Regions from separate parts of the Hordeum vulgare genome. Here regions 1 and 3 are each linked to region 2. Evidence: chromatin contacts called from public Hi-C data. All regions are on one chromosome and are shown on one strand. The core of a region is the stretch at or near the end of the contact, and the rest is flanking DNA. Distances in the headings are between cores, read along the strand shown.

Evidence for each region. A called contact is a pair of places that touch in the nucleus more often than the background predicts.
Region 1: a Hi-C map of seedling shows a contact between it and region 2, with 2.8 times the contacts expected there. The contact joins the promoter of LOC123398233 here to the promoter of LOC123453061 in region 2. A contact is called at or near these places in 2 of 6 Hi-C or Micro-C datasets (leaf and seedling).
Region 3: a Hi-C map of leaf shows a contact between it and region 2, with 4 times the contacts expected there. The contact joins the promoter of LOC123452608 here to the promoter of LOC123453061 in region 2. A contact is called at or near these places in 5 of 6 Hi-C or Micro-C datasets (leaf and seedling) and 1 of 1 datasets of contacts at active chromatin or transcription factors (embryo).

The regions. Positions count from the first base shown.
Region 1 is chr5H:381,893,892-381,896,645 of MorexV3_pseudomolecules_assembly, forward strand. It overlaps LOC123398233 (two pore potassium channel c-like), which reads right to left and starts at 1,423. Exons shown (of 2, transcript XM_045092727.1): 1 at 11-1,423. The coding sequence starts at 1,188.
Region 2 is chr5H:381,697,203-381,700,312 of MorexV3_pseudomolecules_assembly, forward strand. It overlaps LOC123453061 (protein PHR1-LIKE 2-like), which reads left to right and starts at 1,654. Exons shown (of 7, transcript XM_045129825.1): 1 at 1,654-1,969; 2 at 2,044-2,412. The coding sequence starts at 2,235.
Region 3 is chr5H:381,848,692-381,851,487 of MorexV3_pseudomolecules_assembly, forward strand. LOC123452608 (myb family transcription factor PHL7-like) reads left to right here and starts at 1,453. Exons shown (of 7, transcript XM_045129288.1): 1 at 1,453-1,700.

The DNA.
Region 1 (2,754 bases), core at 173-2,672, 200 kb after region 2:
GATAACTTACGTGACATAGCCATTGTTGTCGATATCTGCAGCGAGAAACTCTGACACGGTCATGTCTCTGGAGAGCACCCAGTTGGCCATTGCACGGTGCCTCTTGTCGATCCTCATCTCCGCCAAGTAGAGGAATGCCCGTGCCACGGCTAGCGTGGACACAAGAAGCCACGCAGAGGCAAAAAGGCGTCCATGCAGCGTCCTGAACGCGTGATCGCCGTACCCGACCGTGGTCACCGACATCACTGCAAGGTAAACGGCATCAAGCCAGCCCATGCTCTCCACCTTCCTGAGCACGGTGGCCCCAACGCCGACGCAGATGGCCACCACACCAAGGGCAAGGGCGACCTTCATGCGGACGCGCATTCGGCCCTTCTTGATGTCAAAGATGTAGTTGTGCCTGTGCTTGCGTGCAGAGCGGGGGTTCTTGATTGCGGTGATGAGGAGGTGCTCCTGGAGGTCGAGCACATAGGACACCATGCCGGAGAGGAGGATGTCGACGAAGCCGAAGCCGATGAGGACGAAGGATATGGCGAAGAGCTTGGCGGCAGGGCTGGCCGGGGTGATGTCCCCGTAGCCGATTGTGCAGAGCGTGACGATGCAGAAGTAGAGGGCGTCGACGACGGGGTGGGTGGGCCCGGCGGAGGAGGTGAAGTTGGCCGGGAAGGCGGCGTAGAAGGTGACGCCGAGGGCGAGGTAGGCGAGCAAGAAGAGGAAGGCGTGCAGCACGATGGCCGGCCTCCGCGGCGGCGGTGGCGGGTTGTGGTGGTCGGCCTCGGCGGAGGCGGCGAGGACGGCGGCGCTGAGCGGCGCCATGGCGGGCGCGGTGCGGGAGCGGTGGAGGTTGGTGCGGCCGCTGATGAGATTGAAGAGCGAGGGCGTGGTGGGCTGGGGCGGGGCCTCCTCGTCGGAGGGAGGGGAGGAGGAGCAGGACGGGTGGTCGTAGTCGCGGAACGGGTCCGCGTGGCCGACGGAGATGCGGCGGTAGTGGTGGTGCCCCGACGGCGGGGGAGGGGGAGGGGGCGGCGGCGGCGGCGGCGGGTGGTGGGGCCCGAAGATGAGGCGGTCCTTGTAGGAGGAGGCCGGGGAGGGCGGCGGCGCGGCGTCGAAGTTGGAGACCGGCGCGTGCTCCGGCAGCGGGTGGAGCAGCTGCGGCGCCGTGGTCGGGAGCAGCGGGTCCGTGTCCATGGCCGGAGACCACCGACCGGGGCCGGGCGGGGGGGTTTCTTGGTTGGATTCTTGATGAATACCCTCGGGGATTCCTCGATGCGGCCCGAGATTCGTCGGGATTTTGAGCGAGGCGCGACTCGGGTTCTTATCCTCGGGGTCGCCGGTGGGGATGAGGTGATTGAAGGTCGAATGAGGAGGAGGAGGAGGAGGAGGAGGAGGGAAGGAGGGAGGCGGAGGCGGAGGCTGCGGGACGTTGGCGATGGCCACTTGACGACGGCGATGCCTATATTTCTTACGGGCTAATTTTGTCTCGTTTCTCGGGCTTATTATTGTTAATTAAAATGAGATCGGTTGATTTGTTTACGGACGGTCGATCTCGTGAGCGGCGGGAGACGGATCGATGATGCAACGCAATTATAGCAGGGCACATCTCATCTCATCTCTTTTGTCTCTGTCACCGTCAACTAGCCAACTAGGTTTGGGTTTGTGACCATACAAGCCGTTGGATTGAGTGTGTAAGCAACTGTTGAGGAGTTGTCCCACACGCCGCCGACTGTGTTTCCCGACAAACAATTTCATACTCCCTCCATCTAAAATAAATATCTTTAAGCTTCACGCAATTTTGTATTAAAACTAATATAAAATTAAAATACTTATATTTTAAAACAGGAGGAGTATTGCCCATCGTTGATGATCAAAAATTGATAGTGCAAACTAGGATAAACCGAAATAAAATGTAGATCAAGAGCAAACGCGATTCTTTATTAAAAGCAAACAAAAACATAAAAAGTTTTCAAAAGCCATCGTCTATACTTCACGTATTGCGATGAAGGATATATCATGCAGACGTGGAGCTGAGGTTTAAGTTCGGTACAATATCACTTCTACGCCTTTGCAGCGTCACGCGGTCCTAGCATGAAAGACACTTCATCTACGTGCCAAGCGCGTATCCAGGTTTCTCCATCTCCTCGCGTCGAGTTGCTCGCTAGATGCCATGTGAACCAACACAAATGCCGTCGAAAGAAACTAGCGTCTCTTGCGGAATAGGTTTTCCTACTTGGTGATTCAGTACGCTACCAAATGTGTTTATGCCGCCTTTGCTAACCGTTTTACGTGACACAAAGATAAAAGCGTGAGATGTTTGATATCGTTACGTCGCGGGATACACGTTAGACATGCTCCTTAGCTCGAACATGTGTCAGGGAGGAGATGGTTCAGACACATAGGCAAGGTACATGGAAGATAGAGCTTGAGAGAAAATATGGAAACGAATAGAGGAAAAATAAAGTTGACATTTGCATTAACCGCTAGGGATGGGATGAAGAATACTTCATCATGATACATGTTAGACATGCTCCATAGCTCGAACATGTGTCAGGGAGAAGATGGTTCAGACACATAGGCAAGGTACATGGAAGGTAGAGCTTGAGAGAAAATATGGAAACGAATAGAGGAAAAATAAAGTTGACATTTGCATTAACCGCTAGGGATGGGATGAAGAATACTTCATCATCTGGCAAAGGCGGCAACAAAGGCGAATAAGAGAGGGTAAAAGAGTCAAATCATAAAAGTGCGGTAGTATCT
Region 2 (3,110 bases), core at 404-2,903:
ATATTATTTGCAGACCCAAAGACCAAGGGGGGTTGGGTATTGATAATCTAGAAGTAAAAAACAAATGTTTGCTTAGCAAATGGTTATATAGGTTATCCACAGAGACAGAAGGAATGTGGATTCAAATACTTAAAAATAAGTATCTAAATTCAAAAACTCTAGCTCAGGTTACAGTTAGACCAGATGATTCACCTTTCTGGAAAGGGTTAATGAAGATTAAGGTTAATTACTTCCAGAGGGTGAAATTTATAGTAGGGGATGGTGCCTCCACAAGATTTTGGGAAGATACTTAGCTTGGAGACACACCGCTAGCACTTCTATATCCCATGCTTTACAATATTACACAACGTAAACAGGACTATGTGTCCACAGTGTTACAATCGGTATCTCTTAATATGCACTTCACGCGAGCTTTAGTAGGAGCACGTTGGGAGGCATGGCTGCATCTGGTAATAAGAATTATGCAGGTACAATTATCTGACCAACGAGATAATGTTCGTTGGATTTTATCTATGAATGGCGTATTCTCAGTAAAGTCCATGTATACGGATCTGATTAATACATGACCCTTACTTAGATCAGTCCATATTTGGAATATCAAAGTACCGCTAAGGATTAAAATTTTCATGTATTTTTTGCACAAAGGTGTGGTATTAACCAAAGATAACCTAATTAAACGTAGTTGGAGAGGCAGATCTAATTGTTGTTTCTGTGATCATCATGAAACAATAAGACACTTGTTCTTGGATTACCCTCTTGCAAAACTACTTTGGCGCACTATTCATATAGCTTTTAATGTGATCCCACCTACATGCATCAGTTCTGTATTTACAATGTGGCTCAATGGAGTGGACGTTAGAATTTCTAAACTTATCAGAAATGGGATATGTACTCTATTTTGGACTATATGGAATACCAGGAATGACTTGATCTTTAATGACAACAAATTCAATAACTTTTTGCAGGTCATATTCAGAGCAACTTCTTGGATCCGTACATGGTCATTACTCAGTCATGTGGACTCGAGGAAGCTTATGGATACTGGGTGCAACCGATGGGAGATGGCCGCACGGGTTATCTTCAACCGGTTTGGATGACGTGTTAGTAATAGACTAGGTGTATAGACATCATAGTCTATTATTACTTACGCCGGATGTGGTAGTTTTGTTTTTAAGAGATTGTTTATTTTTAGTTCATTTTTTCATTGCGAGTCGCAGACTTATCTAGACATATGATGTTACTTTTAATTTTTAAATAATATGACTGCATGCATCGATTAATGCAAAGGTCCGGGATCATTCCTCCTTTTCCAAAAAGAAAAAAGTAAAGATGCCCCTTTTATGTTTCTCTCTTTGCATCCGAACGCGTTAATCAGCAACCTGTCACTACATCAACTGACCACCGGCTGTTCCACAAGTAGCTAGAAATGAAATTCACTTTCCAGGATTGGATTTCCGGGCGCGGAAGCGGAAGCGCGCATGACGTCCGGGCGCAGACACGAGCATGTGCGGGGCTGGATTTTTATTTGCACGCATCACAGCATAAGTGGGAAAAAAATAAATAAACAAATGGAGCAGAGGCAGCCAGTGGTCTGTTTGGTCCTCGCATGAGCAGAGCTAGCTAGCGTCCATCCACTAGCTTTTACTTTAAGGAAACGGAAAACCCGAGTAGTACACTAAACAAAACCCAGTTGCCAATTTGCCCTCCCTTCACCAAACACGCACAGCGACAGATCGAGAAGCCAGAGCCGGAGCTGCTGGAAATTCAATGCGCCAATCATTGCGTCCCAGAAGCACCAGCACCAGCAACCAGGGACTCATCATCCGTTCTTCTCCTGGCAGTAAATGAGCAGCAGCAGTTCTTCACCTGGACCTGGAGTAGTAGTAGTGGAGTAGTATTATTTCTCTTTGGAACTTCGGTTGAATTGGTGAAGAAGAGATGATATTGGCGAGATAATTTAGCGCCGGAAGTAAGTTGGATGTGTTATTGTACGAACAGTAGAAAATGAGATTGATCTGCGCTAATCACCATTGTTATGTGCAGGAGGGCTTCACAGATCACTGGTAAGAGAGAGAGGGGAACCACCGCAGGAAAAAGGCCGCAGAAGAGAAGGGGGAAACAGGAGAGAGAAAGGCGAGCAACTTTTTGTTGGATCCTTCGCTTTTGGGGACGAAGGAGGAGAAGGTCTCTCTCTCTCTGTCCCTCTCCACCTCCCTTCTTGGTCGGAGGAGGAGATGTTCCCCCCTGGCCTGATCCACCACCGCGCGGACGGCCCGGGGCCCGGCGAGGTGCCGCGCTCCGGCGGCGCCCCCAGCCTCGTGCTCACGGCTGACCCCAAGCCCCGCCTCCGCTGGACGGCCGACCTCCACGAGCGCTTCGTCGACGCCGTCGCCCAGCTCGGCGGGCCCGAGAGTGAGATAGACGCTCCCCCCCTTCCCCTCCCTCTCCCCCATTTCCCTCCGCCCTCCGGTTCGTCAGGCATCGCCATTGGAGGGGCAATGCGTGCTTGCTGGGTGGGGGTTCTCTTTCTTGGTTGGTGCGACCGCGCGCTTTCACCCGAGCTACTTGCTGGCTTGGGAGCGAGGATTTGAGCCATTGGGGGTGTCTGCGCTCAAGTTTTAGGAAAGTCTGGATCAAAGTTTGGGTCTTTCTTTACCTGGACCAACAACACTTCACTGAAATGCGCGCTGTTGGACGAGCAGCGGTGCATTTGCGCTTAGGATTCAGCACGCCCTTGGATTTGATATTTTTGGTCTACTCATGCCAGATTTTGCTTTGCTTTTGAGCTGGGAAGAGATGTGTCCTGCGTTGCGAGGGCTATGTGGTTGGTCTTACTTAGTACAGTTTGAGGCTTTTGCTTCAGATGAAAAGGTCATTTTGTCTGATCTTGGATTCCAGCACGTTGGAGGAACCAGAGAATTTGTTTGATTATACTCTCTAGAGAGAAATGTCGATAATCCATTGAACAAGGAAAAAAAGTTTCTGCACACTCAGGTGCTTGTTTATTGGGGATGTAAGGATCGTAGGCGAAACAGGGCAAATTTTATTTTTCCTTAACGACGTCTGGAGTTATGGTCGTTATTTCAGTTTATTTGTGCTCGGAAAAGGTC
Region 3 (2,796 bases), core at 203-2,702, 150 kb after region 2:
CGGACATGTTGCGTGCGTAGATCGCTTTTTTTTCAAATCAAGTCAATAATTAGTTTGTCTCAAGATTCGCCGTTTACACACTTGTTGCTTTCCTAAAATTAGTGATCAATGTTTGTCAAGTCTTTTCCTCTCTTTCTACAAACCGGTCCCTCATATCCTCTTTATAGGTCGACATGATAGCCTGATCACCGCTTAGACAAGAAAGAGAAGAGAAAATGTGACCAATTGGACCCTTTCACTTTGTCCCATTTGTCCGGGTTATGAGCAAAATCTCATATCCAGCTCATATATGAGAAGGATATGAGGACTCACGAACATGACCTACCCGAAACCACCTTTGCTCTTTTGTTTATTCTATATCTTTTCATCCCCACCAATCACATGTATGTGATTGACTTTCTTTTACATAAATGATGGCTTAAAACCGACATTGTACGGACACACTTGTGGATATTTATAGAGTCAAATCTGAGGAGATCGTAGATGCCATAGCTTAGTACTCCCTCGACCCGAATTACTTGTTCAAATTTGTCTAGAACTCCAGATACAAATATATCTTGGCACATTTTAGTGTTAAATACATCTGTATCTAGATAAATTTAAGACAAGTAATTTGAAATGGAGGTAATGATATCTAGACAGTCATTTTTTACATTTGCCACACATGATTTTCGATGATGTGTAAGACAAATGAAGGGAAGAGAGAAACAATATGTTTGTAAATCTAACACAGTTTGTAACATGCAATGATTTTGTTGTTGTGTTGATGATGTCTGTAATTCCCCTCTCACAATTTGTTATGGCTGAAATTAGACTATTTATAGACAGGTTATTGTATGGGTTGTTTATATCACTATCGGTAGATAGTGGCAGGAGGAAGAATTTTTACTGAAGTAGGGCAGATGCGTGGTCACAAAATAATATTGAGCGTGAAGCTTTTTTCAACTTCAACACGCGTGTAATTTGAAGTTGCAAAATTCAGGGTGTGACAGAAGCCAAATCTCGCGAGATTGCCGCCTTTGCCATCGTCTGCAGATGACATATAAAGATTTTACACACAGTTATTGTATAAAGTATTTGTACATGTCCGTGCTAGGAGCGTTGACAAATAACTACTACTCGTACCAAGTACACCAACTAGTCACTTTGTGAGATAAACTACAATAAAATCGTAAATGCTCATGTACACACAACACACGTACACACACTCATACTCTAGTTATATGAGCATTTCAAAGATATTAAGCCGACACAACATCTTATGTTGAACCTTGATAGATTGGTAACCATGTGGGTTACGCTCGGTTCACATTTGAGAAAAGATTTTGGGATGTAGAAATACATAATAATGCAGCAGTCTATGGATTGTAGGGTGCCTTACACAAAACTTGGTAAGACAAGGACCTAATTGAAAATAGGTGCAAACCAAACCAGTTTGTCTTGGGCAGGTTTGGGCTGCAATCTGGTCCTTCCGAGCCGGTAGCACAGAGGGAGAGAAGGTGGGAGGCGAATCTCGTGGAATTCTCTCTCCACTGCTCGCCGGAAGCCACGAAATCGCCAACCCACGAATCTTCCCTCACAACCAGTCCACACCGCCGCGCCAAGTTCCGATCTTGCCGCCCGAGCTGCACTCCGGCCGTCCCCAGTCCCCCCGTTCGAGCCTCCCGCCGCGAATTCCGCCGGCTCGTCGACCCTGGCAGGTGAGAAATCCTCGAATTTCTTCTTCAATTCGTTTTGGCCGCGGGGAGGATTCACGGATTTTACCTGCCTCGTTTCCCCCCTCTTGCTTGACCCAAGTAGTAGTTTCCATGGGTGGTCGGAGAAGAGCCCTCACGAGGCTGACCACGGTGGGCCCGCCTCCTCTGGGGGGTGGCTGGCATATGGTTTTCCATCAGGTTCTTGGGGCATCGTAGCCCCTGACGACAACCTGCTATGTTTGGCAATCAGCAGCTGTTAGTTATGTTGGGGGTTGCTCATCTTCTTGCCCTGATAAAAGTGTGAGCTTCCATGGAATACATATTTTGTCTCGCTGGCCAGTTGTTTCTAATGAGAGAATAAGAGGTCGGGATCACAAACAACCATCGCCAGGGCTGTATTTTGGATGAGGTGGCAAACTCCTCTACATAGGAGGAGTTGAGAACACAGAAACTCCTGGAGCTATCGTTTTTCTGTATTAGCATTAGTAGGATGAATTGGCGTTTCTTTCGCAAAAAGAACGATGAATTGGCGTTGAGAAATAAAAACTTTTGTTGGAACGTTGGCTAGAGGTTTCTTTGAAAATATCAGCCCCTTTGGTCCATAACGGGGGGAGGTACTCAATTCTATTAGATTATTCACAATTGATGGCCGTCTGGATGACTAGAATGGCTCATTTTGAGCCACCACCTCACCTATTTGTATCCGTGCTGTTTTGTCTTGCTTAGTGGCCATGAAATTGACCTACCTGAGCTGATCCAGGGCCGCAAGCATGAGCACGCGATGGTGCGCGGTCCCAGCTGTGGGTACAAGTATTCCAATATCAGTTTGTGTTGCCTCTGTGACTCGCATGATTTCATTGACCTGCCTTGTAAATAGAACGACCAGTGGAATGATGGGATAAAGGCATTAGCGCCGATGAAAACAGAAAATGGCTGTTCACTCTAGCATTCTTGGTAGAATATGAGAATTTGAGTTTGTTGCTATGGGCAAATGGCATCTTTGTGGTCTGTTAGCGCTCTCAACTCTTATCTACTAAATTGAATTAAACACTCTCCGTTGTCTTAAATTCAATGTGTGGTCAGTCTTCCTTGAAATACC